Regions from separate parts of the Rattus norvegicus genome. Here region 2 is linked to region 1. Evidence: chromatin contacts called from public Hi-C data. All regions are on one chromosome and are shown on one strand. The core of a region is the stretch at or near the end of the contact, and the rest is flanking DNA. Distances in the headings are between cores, read along the strand shown. Region 1 has its middle 110 kb from the start of Rab2a. Region 2 holds the start of LOC134486917 (a long non-coding RNA gene).

Region 1 (7,810 bases), core at 2,656-5,155:
GCTGGGATTTGAACTCAGGACCTCTGGAAGGGCAGTCAGTGCTCTTAACCACTGAGCCATCTCTCCAGCCCAGAATTGTTCTTAATTTGTACTTCTAGAGCGCTACCCTAAGGTTTTTTTTTTTCCCTTAAAAATTGAGACCATAACAGACACCACATGGGAGCATCCTGGGGTAAGTTGATCTGAGGAACATTTAAATCCAGCTATATTGGTGGGCATCATGGCTGACATTTCTGTGAAGTGTCTTGCCAAGTGAGGTGCCTTTAATCATGTGTTTGAGTTCTGTGGTGCCAGCATTTTGTGCCGGCTTTGGGGCTCTTCTGCTATGCAATCCTAGTGTACTACCAATGAGTCAGTGACATTATTGGTGCACTTTCCTTGATCAAACTTCCCCACACTGCCTTTCCATGTTAAGGAGCTCCTTAATTCATCTTATATCTCCACTTGCTTCCCTCTCTATTCCTCCTACCGTTTACACTTTACTCAGTCCCTGTGTCTTATTGTGAACTTTCTCCACGTATATTCGGAATGCCTTGTATCCTAGGAGTGTGGTTCCAAACTCTTCCTCCATGGAGAATGCTGTCAGCTGGCCATGAAGCAGCTCTGGATACGTGTTTCATCGAATGAATGCACTGTATGTTTCCCAGAATCCCTATAGTTCAACCGTCTGTTGAGGAGCAGTGTGGGTGAGTGGCTAACCCCTATGCCTTTGCTCTTTGGGTAGCAATTCTCTGGCACATTTGATAATTCCTCCCTACCCCCCCATAAGACTATTTGCCCCATATTTGCTGTTTGAAGTAAAAGAAAGAAGCACCCATCTACCCAAACCGTCAACCCTGAAAGTTAGTCAGAAAGAACAATGATACTTGAAAGGAAGACAAATTCCTCACCAGTCACATGGCAAATGTGGAATGGTTCTAGGTGCCGCTGAAGTGGCAAAGACCTAGGTATCCTCTTACAGGGTAAGGATGGGGTCTGGGGCAAAAGGAACAGCTTGAGATCCAGACAACAAGGAGTGCATGAAGATTAAAAAATGAATAGAAATGAACCATTTTAGGTTTTATGAAACAATTTCCAGTATCCATATTCATCCGCTATCCATCCATCCACCCATCCATCCACCCATCCATCCACCCATCCATCCATCCATCCATCCATCCATCCATCCATCCATCCATCCATCCATGAAAGGGGAGATTCTGATGAAAAGGTCTTGTTCCCCAATTGGTTCTTGATTTGTCAGTAAAGAAGTCTGGGGGCCAATTACTGGGAGGAAAGTACAGGTGGGACTTCCCGGTCCCAGGAGGAAAAGGATACACAAGGAAGGAGAGGGCTCTTTCTGCCATGCTTTGGAGTTAGAAGAATGCAGCAATCACGTGAGGTCTGGGGAGAGCTTGGGCCTGTGGCCTCCACTACAGGTGGGTGGCTAAAGATGTTTGGCAGGGGCTAGGTAGGACTAGCCATTAAGTTTCGGGCAGGTGGAGAGAAGGAGATAATACGTGGGTAAGGGCACGCTTTTCCAGGCGGGAGATATCTGCGCCCAGCAATTGTGCCTGCAGGCAAGTTGTAAAGTAATAACTTGTGTGTGTGTGTGTGTGTGTGTGTGTGTGTGTGTGTTTTATCCGAGGGAATGGGCTGGTAACGCGGTCACCTGGGCTGGTAGCGCAGCAACCCGGGCAAAGGCGGTAGCGATTTTAAAACTACACGCGACACATCCATCCGTCCGTCCATCATCCATCATCCATTGTAGACCTAGAGAAAGCTGATGCTGATAGAAGGGAATCGGCCCACTCAGTGGGGCAAGTGTCACAAGGGAGAGTTAGAATGCAGTGTGGTACAGTTGGAACTACGTGAGGAAGCAGTGATGAGGGCTAGGCACTCATGGGCCAGAAACACTAACCTTGCAGAATGTGCCAAACTTTCTGTGTGAAAAGGCGGGAAGGCCTCTGACCCACAGCGGGCCCAGACTGACGCTCAGAAAGAAGAGATCTGTGCAGGCCTGGAGCAGCAGTGCCCTGGATGGATTCTGACGAGTTCTACACACATCTCCGCCTTTCCCAGGAAGCTCAGTGCCCTAGGACATCCACACTGCTTACATAAGTTTGGGGAGGGAGGAACCTGTTTCAAGGACTTCCCGAAGCTACTGAGTTACTTGTTTAAGCAGTTTCTCTGCAGGATGGAGTGTTTCACTTCCACTTCGAACTTCCTGAGTCCTAACTAGCGTCCCTCCAAGACGGAAGGTTTCAAACCTGAGGCCGTCACTATATAACACCAGGAATTCCAGACCTGCCCCAGAGGCTTGGTGTGGTTCCACCCTAGCCAACGTGGCAGGGCAGGGCAGAATGTCTATGTGTGTTTCCTCTTCCAGGAGTCTCTGCCTGGAAGAAAGTTTGCCAGAACAGCCTATCTGTTTCTGGAAATAGCATCTGTGCACTTTCCAGAGGACCCGAAGTCCTTGTCCTGTGCTCTGCTCTTCAGATCCAGGGACAGCAACTGAACAAGGCCTGTCAAGGAAGCGCCATAGTGTGAGACTCCCCCTCCCTTCTCTTTCCCTCTCTCCCTCTTTACCTTCTCCTTGGCCCATCTCTGTCCTTCCTGCACCCCCTTTTGTCTTCCCTCTGTCCTTCCTTTCTCTCCTTCCTTCCTTCCTTCCTTCCTTCCTTCCTTCCTTCTCTCCTCTTTTCCTTCTTCCTCTTCCTCCTCTTCTCTTTCCCCTTCTCTTCATCCTCCTCCTCTTCCTCCTCCTTTTCTTCCTCCTCTTCTCCCCTTCTCTTCTTCCTCCTCCTCTTCTTCCTCCTCTTCTCCCCTTCTCTTTTTCCTTCTTCCTTTCCTCCTCCTCTCCTCTTCTCACCCTTCTCCTCTTCCTCCTCCTCTTCCTCCTCTTCTCCCTTTTCTTCTTCCTCCTCCTCTTCTTCCTCTTCTCACCTTTTCTTCTTCCTCTTCCTCCCCCCCAACCCTCTTTGCTTTTCAGAGACAGGACTGCTCTATGGAGCCCAAGCTGGTCTCATCCTTGCAGTCCTCCCACCCCAGCCTCTCCAGTGACAAAATGACATATACTTGTCACAACACACACACCTCCAGGGACATTTTAATGTGTTATCACATCTCCTCTCATGTTAGCTTCTCCTTACCTTATATTCCCTTTCCAGCCTCTATCGCCAGCCTTCATTATCACAGTGGAGATGGGGAAGAGTATGTGCATGGCTTCTGAGTGCTGGCATTGCCAAACTTCCTGACCAAACACTGATGACAGATGTTTGTTTGTGTGGTAAACATTTTATCAGGCCTTTCACTAACCGTTTGGGTACTCTTCAGTGCTTATGATCAAATTTAAAATAACTGATTAATAAGAGTTACATTTTAATGTAACCCAGAGGTCACCCCTCCCCCCGTTAGCCCAATCCCTGACTGACATACCCCAGCATTGCTTCCACCAATGTGCCCAGAGTCTAGAGCCCAGGCAGGGACAAGGGTCATCTATGTGTGGGAAGCATCAGTGGGTGTGGGAATGGCTTTCCTGGATTTCCTGACTTTTGTGTATTGGTGGTCTCACGAGCAGACTTGCAATAACCCAGTCTCACGGACTGAATGAAACCATTGGCAACTTTCTGGCTTGCTGCTTTTTTTTTTTTTTCTCTCTCCAAGCCAGAACTAAAGTTGGTAAAGAAGCCAGGAATTCCCAAGCTTTCCCAGGCAAGTGTGGAGAAACACTGGGACCCCTTCTTCTCCATCTCTGTCCATCTGCAGGCCAAGTATGCACCAGTTACAGGCAGAGTCTGAATCGAGCTTTGTGCAAGTCTCTGGAAAGAGACCCAAGTTTTTGTGATGGGCGAAAGGGACAGGGTGGCGGCAGGGACATCTGCAGAGCTAGGTCTGTCCCTGTCTGCAGCAGAGTGTGTGTGGGTATCCTTTATGTGAACGATCCACCGAGCATAGAATGGGGCTTTTGACATCCACTGGGACCCACCGTGCCTTACAATGAGAGGCTTGTTGGTTGGAGGACTGAGGCTAGCGCTGTCTATCCATACATAGACCGGAGAGCAGCTCCTTCCTGAAACCAGCTAATCAGAGGTCTGAGAAAGTAACTGTGATCAGAAGCGCTCGCTAGGAAGCTGTGTGCGCTTGTGTGTGTGTTTTGTACATGCTCCAGGACAAGCATAATGTGGAGGTTAGACGGCACCATTTTATTAGTCCCTAAGCCTGAAAAAGTATCTCTCTTGACTCCAAGGTCAGTGACGATAATGTTTGTTTCCTTCCATGGGGCATCGATGTTCTCTCAAGGATATGGAAGAGAAGCAATCTGGGAAAACAGAATCCATCAAAGTCCTTAATAATCGAGTTGGGAAGGCAGCTGCTCCTTATTGGTACCACTTGGCAAGGGGACCCCATGGGTCTTAGGGGGGAGACAATGACTCTGCGAGCAAGGTTGAGCTGCAGATGGGAGGTGGAGCCGATAGTTAACGGTGTCCTCTAGCCCCCAGGATCAGGAAAGGACAAACCAGGCTTGTTTGAATTTTCCTGGCAGGCTTGTGATTCCTAGCCAGAATGCAGGTGGCACAGTTGTGACTCCTGGCATGGTCTTCAGTGCGTCAATGATACCTCCACCGGTGCCAGGCACCAGCTGAGTGTCACCGTGTACTTTCCAGGCATAAGTGAGGCAAACTGAGGCTTCCAGAGCAGCCTCTCTTCTATTAGCTTTGTTGGAAAGAAATTGCTCATATCTACCTGGCGACTGGATTTTAACAGCTGTGCCCGGTGAGAGATTTTGGAGGAAGCGTGTTTTCAAAGCGTCTTTAGGAAGGTGTCACCTTCAGTGGGGGTTTCCAGGAGGACAACCAGCACTTGGCAACTCAATCATGCACGAAAAAAATTAGTTTGTATTTTGATACACACGGCCTGTTTTGGCAAACGTGACTTTATACCACCTCCATCCTCACTTTTGTTGGCAATGGCCCTAATGGAGGGTTTCTGTCCAACACTGAGTATCTTGGAAGAAGTCCTGGGTCCTGCATAGTTACCTCTGCTTGGCTGGATGCTAGAAAGGCGTAGTTGGCTGGGAGACCCCGAGAGTCCCTTCTAGTTAAAGATGTTATGACTGCAGAGCTAATCAGTCTTAACTCATGAAGTGAAGTGACAAGGACTCCCGTGTATGGGACCCTTTCTGTCTTGCATGCCATGTGCTGCGATCCGAGCGGCGTTCTTCCAAGTACTAATCACAGCTCTACCAGTGCATTACTCCTGTTGACAAATAAGCAAGTTGGGGTTTAGAGAAATTTGAAACTTGTCCTGTGGCACAAATTTCAAATTCAGCCGAGGGTTCCCCGGAGACTGACTCTTAGATCATATTAAGCCTGAGTTAGAAACCCACATTTGAACCAGAGTGAAATTTAGACACCTCGAGGCCACCCCCCCTTTTTCAAATTAGTCTCCGATTTCCAGCCTTCCAGATGGTGAGCCCTCTTTTGTCAACAAAGCATCTGACCACTACCTGAGATATTTGCCATGGATATCTGCTCTCTGCTTACCAACAGACCAGGGGTTAGTGGCATCCTGCCCCTAGATATCCAGCCATAAGCAATGCAAACGTCTTTGAGGAGAGAATGCAGGAATTGTCACCCTCTAGCTGACTGTGTGAATTAGCTCGGTTTGGCAAATGCCCAGAAGGAGTAGAGCCCAGCTTCTTGGGTCCTGATTTGCCTGATGAGGGTAGGAGGGTGAACCTGTATTGTGGACATCTGAGAAACCTTTCTTTTTTAAATTTATTTTTATTGAATATTTTATTTATTTACATTTTAAATGTTATCCCCTTTCCCAGCTTCCCCTCTGGAAACCCCTATCTCATCCCCCTCCCACTGCTTCTTTGAGGGAGCTTCCCCATCCACCTACCCACTCCTACCTCCCTGCCCCAACATTCCCCTATACTAGGGCTCAAAGCCTTCACAGGACCAAGGGCCTCTTCTCCCACTCATGTCCAACAAGGCCAGAGGAAACCTTCTTTCTTTCTAGTGAGTCAAAGCACAATGTTAATTAGAATACTTAAATTCCTGTATGAGAACAGTTATAATGATGATGATGATGATCATGATGATGATAATAATAATAATCTATTTTTACAATGTGATCTGACAGGTGAAGTTTAATGTAAATATGTGATAGGTAGGTAATATATATTTACTCCCAAGAAAGTAAATATTAATATATATTTCCTTTGTGTGTGTGTGTGTGTGTGTGTGTGTGTGTGTGTGTGTGTGTGTAAAGCTGCTCACAGAGTTTGATCTCAAGGGGGTATTATTCCTCATCTGGCCATGCTTGCGTGTGTTATAAAGGCACACATGTTTGCTGGCTTCCCTTGGCTGGCTGAGGCTGCATGCTCCTTTGAGTAATTCTAGCCGTAAGTGCTTTGAGACCTCAGAAGTCATTGTAGTTTTCAGATATGTCTTAGACATTTTATTTAAATAAAATAAAACATGCTTGTCAGAAAGGAGACTTTAGCAATGACCAAAGGAAGGAAGCCATGTGAAGTGTGTACGAGCCATCTGACTTTCACACCGAAAACCGCAGCAAAAGTAATTCATGTATTTCAGTTTGTTTTCACTTCAGAATTAAAATGGGCTCTAATGTTAAGAGAGTAGAAACTGGCTTTATTATACTAGAGTGCTGAGATGTGTTATACCAGATATTGTAGGGAAGTATGTTTTATTTAACCCCTTGATGTCCATAACAAAAATAAATACTAAATGCAGATTTCATCCCCAAAGCTAATATTTGCTTGCTCATTCATTCATTCTATTGAAGACTTGAAGTTTTATTGTGTTAAAACGTATTTTGGAGTTTATTTGGAAGCTTCCAGGTGACACTGCCCCCCGCTGTTCATCAATGACACAAGGGTATGTGAACTCAGCTAAGGACTGTCATCCATTGCTTCTAGCAATGCTAACACAAGCCTTCTCCATGAGGGAGTGCTCTTTGAGTTCTGCAAGGATATCACCAAGGCCTCACCAGCCATGCAAAAATAAACAGAACATGCCAAATCTAGTGTGTCTCTCCTACGGATCCTCTATCATTTGAAAGATGTCACCAAAACTTCAAATAGATGTGCAGAAAGGTACAATCCATCTCACTTCTAACTCACTATGAAGTATGGTGACGCATTTTTTTCAACGGGCAAGTGAAGTATTTCTAACATGCCATGCGTCACTGTGGCTATGTCCTTGGGAGTGGCAGTGTTTTAGGTGGGGGTGTAGAAAGAGATAGAGGAAAAGAGGACAATTCAGAGCTGAAAGTGCATAGCATCAGCCTCCCGTGTGCACCCTCTGCATCTGTGGCTCTAACCAACCACAGACCAAAGCATTCTAAAGAATAAAACTGGTGATAACAAGATAGTGGCTCTCTTATTATTATTCCTTGAGTAGTAGAGTGTGACAGCTATTTATGTAAGACTTAGACTTACATTGTATTAACAGCAGGTTTTGAATCATCTAGAGGCAACTTAAAGTACACAGGTGTGGGATATAAAACCATGCCAGGAAGTTTGGTAAGGTAGAACAGGCTGAGACCCGAGACTCAGTGGGGACACACCTGAGACTTAGGTGACTCCCAGCTCCCTGCCAGACTCCTGACTTGGAACATGTGCCATGCTTCTCACATAAAAGAAACATGTCTTATGGTCACAAAGGCTCAAACCAGAGTTCTCCATGCTAATAGGTAACTAGAGGACCAGAGGCCTTAGCCAATAAGCTTCCCTTCCCAGACATTCCTCCCTGCAAAAGGTATTTAATCTCAGGCCTACCCTGAGAAGGGTATGGTTTTA
Region 2 (7,810 bases), core at 3,243-5,742, 220 kb before region 1:
CCTGCATGGTGGGACTAAAGGCGTGTGCCACCATGCCTGGCTCTGTGGGAGCATTTCCTAGATGATGATGGATGTGGGAGGACTTAGCCCACTGCGGTCCTGTGACAACTCTGGACAGGTGGCCCTGGAATGTATGAAAAAGCAGGATGGTTGGGCAGTGGTGACCCACACCTTTAGTACCAGCACTCAGGAGGCAGAGGCAAGTGGATCTCTGAATTTGAAGACCAGCCTGGGCCATAGAGTGAGTTCCAGAATGGCCAGAGCTGCACAGAGAAACAGTCTCAAGCCCCCCCTCCCCCCGCTCTCCCCCACCAAAAAAGGAGGAGGAGGAGAAGGAAGGAGAAAGAAAAGAAAGGAGAAAAAAGAGGAGGAAGGAGATGAAGGAGAAGGAGGAGGAGGAAGAGGAGGAGGAGGAAGGGGAGGAGGAAGAGGAGGAGGAAGAGGAAGAGGAGGAAGTGGAATTAACAAGGCATGGAGAACAAGCCAGTAAGCAATAGTCTTCAATGTCTCTAGTTTCTGCCTCTAAGTTCCTGCCTTCCTTTCCCGTTGATGGGCTGTAACCCAAAAGTGGAATAAACCCTTTCCTGCTGTGCTACTTTTGGTCAAGGCATTTATCATAGCAACAGGAAAAGTATCCAGAACAGAGAAGGTAGGCGGGGCTGGCTGCCTCAGACTTGGCTCCACCTGATGCTTTTCACTTTCCCATGCTAGGTCACCTGTCTCTCCATAGCAATTCTTGACTGGCAGGTTCTTTTTAGTAACCATTGGACTTGCAACTGTTGCTAAGAGTGACAAATGCAGCAGCGGCAATAATGGATCTCAGGGCTCACACATCAGACCTGTCCTGCTTCTACTGCCAAAATACCATCAGTTTCTATATGAATTCTTGTGTGCACACCTATTCAAAACAGTTTGACAAATACTAAGAAAATTCTTTACTATTCAGCAGGTTTGAAATGCTCATTTTTTCATGTGTTTTTAAAAGGGAGGCTGAAGATAATGGCTAAGAGGTAAGAGTACAACCTGTTCTTCCAGAAGACCTGGGTTCAACTCCTAGCACCCACATGGTTCACAGCCACCTCTAACTCCAGTTATGGTGTGTCTGACACCATGTGGTACACAAACACACATGTAGCAAAACACTCATACGAATAAAGTTGACATAATAAAAGTTATAATAAGGAAAAGATAAACGAAAATGTGTGTATTTATTGGACTTTTGCCAAATGAGCACCATAAACATTTTTTTTCCCTGAAAGGACTTAGACCAGAGACTTTAAATGTTTTCCTAATCCCGATTTTGCAAGCCTCCAAACAAATGTTAATTTTAAAAAAATATTTATTTTTGTATATATGGGTGTTTTGCCTCCATATATGCTATCATACCATGTTGGCAGTTCCCCTGGAACCAGAGTGACAGATAGTTTGTCAGTTATCATGTGGGTGCTGGGAATTGAACATGAGTCATGAGTTCTGGGAAACAGCAGCCAGTGTTCTCAACCACTGTGCCATCTCTGCAGCCCAAGAGAAGCCTTTTTTTTTTTTTTTTAAATGGGTTTTTGTAACAGGGTTTCTCTAACTGAACCCTGGCTATCCTGGAACTGGCTTTGTAGACCAGGCTGACTTTGAACTCACAAAGATCCCCCTGCCACTGCCCACCTCTTTCACCCTGAGTGCTGTGATTAAGGCGTGTGCCAGCACCCCTGGAGAGAAGCCATTTTTAGGCATCATTTTGCTGTATCATCTAATTATAGCAGTCATTTAAATGGCAGATGAGATATGCAGAATATTTCTTCTGTAGGGGTAGTAAATAATTATGATGCTTTAAACATTGTTTTTAATTGTAATGTTTAAATTAGAGGGGCCATAAAAGATCTTAAGGCTCTGAGAGCAGTTGAGCATGAGAAACAAACTAATTTCTTTGTACTTTTTCCAAATGTATGTTTGTGTGTATGTATGTATGTATATGTATGTATTTCAACAAACTCATTCCTTTCTCTTTCACCTGTATTTTAAAACTAAAGTCTACTCTTTGCATCAAAGCGTAACAAGTGAACAGGTTGGTTGAACTGTTAAGAGGAAAGCCATCAAGGGGCCAAGGAACAACCACAGTGCTTATGCCTAAGTCCCTTGTCCTCCCAGTGCCTCTCAACCTCCCTAATGCTTTGACCCTTTAATACAGCTCCTCATTTTGTGACTCCCAACCATAACACTCTTTTCATTGGTGCTTCTTGACTGCAAATTTGCTACTTTTGCAAGTTGTAATATAAATATCAGTGTTTTCCAATGGTTTTAGGTGACCCCTGAAAGAGTTGTTGGACCCCAAAGGGGTCACAACACACAGCTTGAGAACCGCTGCTCTAACAGAGAATTCTTTTTTTTTTTTCCTTTCTTTTTTTTCGGAGCTGGGGACCGAACCCAGGGCCTTGCGCTTGCTAGGCAAGCGCTCTACCACTGAGCTAAATCCCCAACCCCCTAACAGAGAATTCTTGTTTAACTTTACTGTGAAGTGAATAGCGGGACCATGTTTAAAAATACTACATTGCTAAAGGCAGGTATGTCATCGTGGCCACCTTAGAACAGAAAAATGAGAGTTTCGATTTGTTATAGTCAGTAACAGTTCATATTAAGGAAAAGTATTAAAAGTACCCGGATATTTTTAAAAATACAATGTTGGGGCAGTTTCTTAACATATCAATAGTAATTGTACCAAGCGATTGCAAGCAAGGAAGTAGAATTCTCAGCTTCATACCCCTCCTTCCCCCATCTCTTCTCTCGATCATTATTGGGGCATACATTTCAGCTGAGTTTTAAACCTTCAGTCTGTGCTTAAAAGAAGGGTTTCTGATCATAGGTAAGATTCAACCCGGAAATAAGCCACACAACACACGTCATTGCTAAGAGATTTATATCAACAAAACACACTAATTTAAAACTCGTGTCTTAAAACTTGTATCGTGTTATGTATATATAAAGTTTCTCAAAACTTGTTACCCAGCACTCCAAAAAGAAAAATATAGCAACGACCCACAATGTCTAAGGCTACAGTGGTTGTTGGTCAGTGTGGATGCTAAAAGGGTTATTGTCCTCTGACCAGACACTGCAAAGATCACCCCAGAAACTCGGAACAATGGTGAGCAGGCAGCTATGAGGGGAAAGGAGTTGGATAAAACAACCAGAGGGGAGGTCTTCACAACTCGGTACTAAGGGCTAAGGGCACGGCAGCATCGAGATTCTCTAGTTCTCATTTTGGAGAAGAGAAGAAAGCCACTACACTAGACGGAGACAGGGAGGTGCGGCAGCCCCTGGATAGTCTCACGGAAAACTGAAAGCAATTTCAGATTGAAGGCAACAGGGGAAAGGTTAGGACAGAACCTGGGGTTAAAACCCAGGCAGATAGAGCACTGAATGGACTTTGTAAAGCTAATCTTAGGAGAAGGGATTTTTATCCTGAGGGCCACAGCCGTTCCTTTAAAAGATTTAAAACGGGAGGGAAGTGATCGGATTAAAAGGACCGCCATCCATTTAGTCCACTGTGGTGGTGGGGGAGGGGTAGAGGCGCGGGCCACGCGCAGTGGGCAGGTAACTGCCGGGATCCGAGTGGAAACTCCAGGGGCACGAACCAGAGTGGCGGGAGCCCTGAGCCTAAGTGTGGACGAAAACGGATTCTGGAGCTGGATGAGGCGGTGCGAAGGGCTGATGACCAAGTAGAGCTGCCATGGCTGAGATACGAAACGCAGGTCTGAGGACAGGTGCTGAGCTCCAGGTAAAAAGATTCCCAGCCTCCAAGTGAAATCGCCTGGATTTCAGAACAGAGGTGGTCTGGAAGCAGGAGGGCGCATGGCGAGAGGGACGAGATCCGCAAGAGGATGCAGTCTCCTGCATAGCCCGACAGCATTTATTTTCTTTTACTTCAAAAATACTCTGAATCCTAAGACCAGCAGTGAATTAGGTAGGGGCTCCAGCGCTCTGATTGAAGGACGGGAAATGAGATTTTGGGGCAGGAGTTGGTCACCATTACCTCACCGTGAATCCTGGAAATAACCTTCCACCAACACCTCTGTGCCGCCCACAAATCAGCTGAATGCATCCGACCGCTGACACAGAATCTTGCTTGATCTCCCCCCCCCTTGGAAGACTATTTCATAGAAACGTGTTTGATTTTAAAAAGTGCCGTGCTTGTTTATTCCAACTCCCGCGTTTAAACATTAGAATGACTAGCTTGCAATTTTAATAAATACCGCGTTAAAAATACGCATCCACTTTCAAAACATTGAAACCGGAGACAGTCGTACTTCACCAGTGAGTGCAAACTTTCCAAATTTTTGCCCGTGGAAGGTTCTGAGGAACCGCTTTTCTGAACAGGGTGCGTAACTCACCCAGCTTTGCCAAGCCGCAGACTGAGACAGAACCGGGGACTCTGGACCGCACCACCAGCTCCTCCCCGCCCATTCCCCACCTCCGGTAGCAGGTTCCCCACGCCCCGCCCTCCCCATGGTCCGGCCCTCTCCAGGACTCCGGGGCGGGCCCAAAATGACCATCGCTGATTGGCTATCTTCGCGTAGCTCCGCCCCCAGGGCGCGCGCAGGAAGCGGTGCGGGCACGCGCGGCGCGGCCCCGCAGGAAAGCTTCCGTGACCCTCGTTCGGGTGTCCTGCCGAGGCGTCCTTGAACTGCATCGGGCTAGGCTGGGTCCCGGGGGCCCTCTGCCCTCGCCAACCCCCCGCTTTGCGGACCACCGGGCTCTGGCAGAGGCCGCGGCCCGCGGTGCCCGGATGTCGCAGTCCGGAGAACGTGGGCTTAAAGGGCCAGTGCCGCGCAGCCGCCGCGACTTGCGCTCGGAGTTACCGGCCTGGGCGGCCTGGGAGGCCCGGCTTCCGCAGCCGGCCGGTCCCTGTGATTGGCAGAGGCGCAGAGAATGCTGGACGTCTAAGTCCCGCCCTTCCCGGGTCAAAATGGTGCGGGCGAGGCCCTGCGCCCGACTGCCCCAGCCTTGCGGTCTGGGGACCCCAGAAAGGGAAAGCTAAGTTGTTTGAGGTCGCGGATTTGGGCGAAGGTGTCGAGGTGCGCTTTAAAAAACACACGGTCTTCCAACAGGAAATAAAATTGTTGTGTTCGAGGTAAAGGTTTCTTTTTAAATGGATATTAAGGGAATTAAAAAGGGCCAACTTGTAAAAACAACTCGTTTTGTCTGTAAGGTTAATTAGAACCTGTGACAGTTCGTTTAATTAGGCAAAATTAACTAGTCTATTAAAAAAGCGTGTGGTGTAGAATAGAGGAAGGTTTATCTTGTCTTAATGCTTGTTTTCTACGTGAGTAAAAACTACTAGACTGAATTAGCTTTTTGAGTTTGTTTCCACTGTTAAAATACTGATTCTGATTCTAGATTTAAAATTTTAAGATGTCCTTTTGTGTTTCAAAGCCTTAGAATAGGTGATACCTTTCAAACCGCCCTTGAATTACACTTCTTGTATTTTTTTGAAAAGTATATGGAAATTGTTTTAAGAGTGTTTCTGATTGAGTCTAATATTGGAGTAAAGGGAAATTAGAAAGTACCGAGCAGCCCCGTTTCTGAGCAAACCGAAAGGATTTTCTTTTACCCTACAGACGTTTTCTGGGTACTGGAACAATAAGATAAAGACTAGTTTAGGGAGAACACGGACTAATAACAAGGTATGCTATGTCTGTATGAAATGCAGTAGTGAAATTCAACACAGTGCCTCCTAACTTTGTAAATTAATAAAAGTGCTTGTTCTATTTTACTCAGTGTAGAAGATTTTATTTAAAATGAAGGAATGAAAAGACAACGAAGAAGACAAAAAACACAGGAAATAAGAGATAAGCAAATGGAAAATGTTCAGAGAACTTTGAACAAACTCAGTATTTGCTTGCTAAGAAGCTGGATGGAGGAAAAGTATTCTGAAGTTAAAACGGGCTTGTGTAAACGGTATTTTAGCTTCATTGTCATGCCTTCTTCACAATATACAATAACTGGTTTCATTTAATAGACTACTCAATGAGTATGTTAAGACTAGGGAATGGCAAAGGCAGGGACAGAAACCTCCAAAAAAGAAGATGAAGTTAATGACATGCTTCATTTCAAGAGACATGAGCTCATTTCCTGTTAGAGGGATTTCTACCAAATGAGATTTGGTGCTAAATAAATTTATCTTACAGACCTTCCTTAAATCTGTGCTAGTGTGTTGGGGATGGGAGGGGACAGGCATGGGAAATGGACCAGATAAATGTAAGGGAAAATTTAAAATGTTGTAGCTTCCTCAAATGACAGCCCTGGCCACTGCCGCCTCCTCCCCCCTCTCTCTCACTCCCTCTCCTCCCCCTCCCTCCCCCCTCCTCCTTTTTTCTTCCCCCTCCCTCCCCCCTGCCCCTCTTCTCCCTCCCCCCTCCTCCTTTTTTCTTCCCCCTCCCTCCCCCCTGCCCCCCTTCTCCCTCCCCCCTCCTCCTTTTTTCTTCCCCTTCCCTTCCCCCTCCTCCATTACAATATAGGGATGAAAAAGCAGAAGTGGGCAATGGAGATGGCTCAGTGGGTAAAGGCACCCACCCACCACTAAGTCTACTAAGTCTGTTGATCTGAGTTTGACACTCGGGACTCAAAAGGTAGAAGAGAAAATGGACTCTTCTAAACTTTTCTTCTCTTCCACATGCACACCATGGTATGTGTAGTGCTCATGCATACACACACACACACACACACACACATATCATAATGCCTTGTTTAAATATTTAGTTTTTTAAACTTAGGTGGTGTATGGGTATTTTGCCTGTGTACCACACACATGCATGGTACCAGAAGAGGTAGGTCAGAAGAAGTGTTATATTCCTGGAACTGGGGTTACAAATGGCTTGTGAATTGCAATAAAAGTGCTGGGAATTGAACCTGGGTCCTCTGGAAGAGCAGCCAGCTCCCCAAATAGTGTTTAAAATTCAATTGATATGGACTAGAGAGAAGACTCAGTGGTTAAGAGCACCAAGTACTCTTCTGCAGGTCCTGAGTTCAATTCCCAGCCACTACATGGTGGTTCACAACCATCTGTAATGAGATCTGATGCCCTCCTGTGGTATGTCTGAAGATAGCTGCAGTATACTTATATACATAAAAGAAATCTTAAAAATCAGTAGGTATGCACTCATTTCTTTATATTAAAAAAAAAAAAAGCAGTTGAGTATGGGGTAGTTCACACTTGTAATAACCCAGACATAAACAACAAAATGTTGTAGTTATCCCCAGGAGTGAAACAGGAGGTATTTGAAGGAAGCAAATTTATAAAAATTTCTACCATTTAAATGAATTGGCTTTCGTAGGTGAACTGCTTTTCACTTGTGAGCTTTTGAATGAGTGACTGAATGTAGAGCTGAACCCGAGGGAAATAACCATTGGTAAGTGCAAGCAGCAGCTGATAGGCTACGGTCTACAGTTCGCCCTGAAAATAGGTCTGGACTTGGGTCAGGAACTTGGCCTTGGCAGCTCACATATAACCATGAGTTATAGATAGTAACTTGTATGGAAACTTCGCTGAGTGCCAGATCCTGTGCTAAGCACCCTTTTATACTTCGTCAAGCATTTGAGAGGGCACGCAAGGATTACTGCTCTGCCCTATTGACTCTCAGTTGAAAAGCCCTAGCAGGTAGGTGTGTACCCATGGTTTCGCAGTCAGCGGGTGAAGAGCTGGGATTCCTGTCTCAGGTCCCCCCTCTGACTATATTTTCAACCATTCGCTAAGCAGACATACCTGTAGGAGGGAAGATTTATTTCCCAGTTTAAAGGTTAGCAAATGCTTTAGTTTGGTTTT

Evidence for each region. Hi-C and Micro-C count contacts between places; a contact is called where the count stands out from the background.
Region 2: a contact with region 1 is called in a Hi-C map of Schwann cells, with 4 times the contacts expected there. The contact joins two enhancer-like sites. A contact is called at or near these places in 1 of 12 Hi-C or Micro-C datasets (Schwann cells) and 1 of 1 datasets of contacts at active chromatin or transcription factors (oligodendrocytes).

Annotation. Positions count from the first base shown.
Region 1 is chr5:26,356,641-26,364,450 of GRCr8, reverse strand. No RefSeq gene overlaps it. Among named protein-coding and RNA genes, the nearest start is that of Rab2a, 110 kb to the left of the region's middle. Within about 2 kb of position 3,905, at least 50 of the 93 cell types and tissues checked have an H3K27ac peak or open chromatin away from gene starts, as enhancers often do. A contact at or near this core is called in Schwann cells, where this site is marked.
Region 2 is chr5:26,576,098-26,583,907 of GRCr8, reverse strand. LOC134486917 (a long non-coding RNA gene) reads left to right here and starts at 1,379. Exons shown (of 2, transcript XR_010066483.1): 1 at 1,379-5,119; 2 at 5,767-6,188. Within about 2 kb of position 4,492, at least 85 of the 93 cell types and tissues checked have an H3K27ac peak or open chromatin away from gene starts, as enhancers often do. A contact at or near this core is called in Schwann cells, where this site is marked.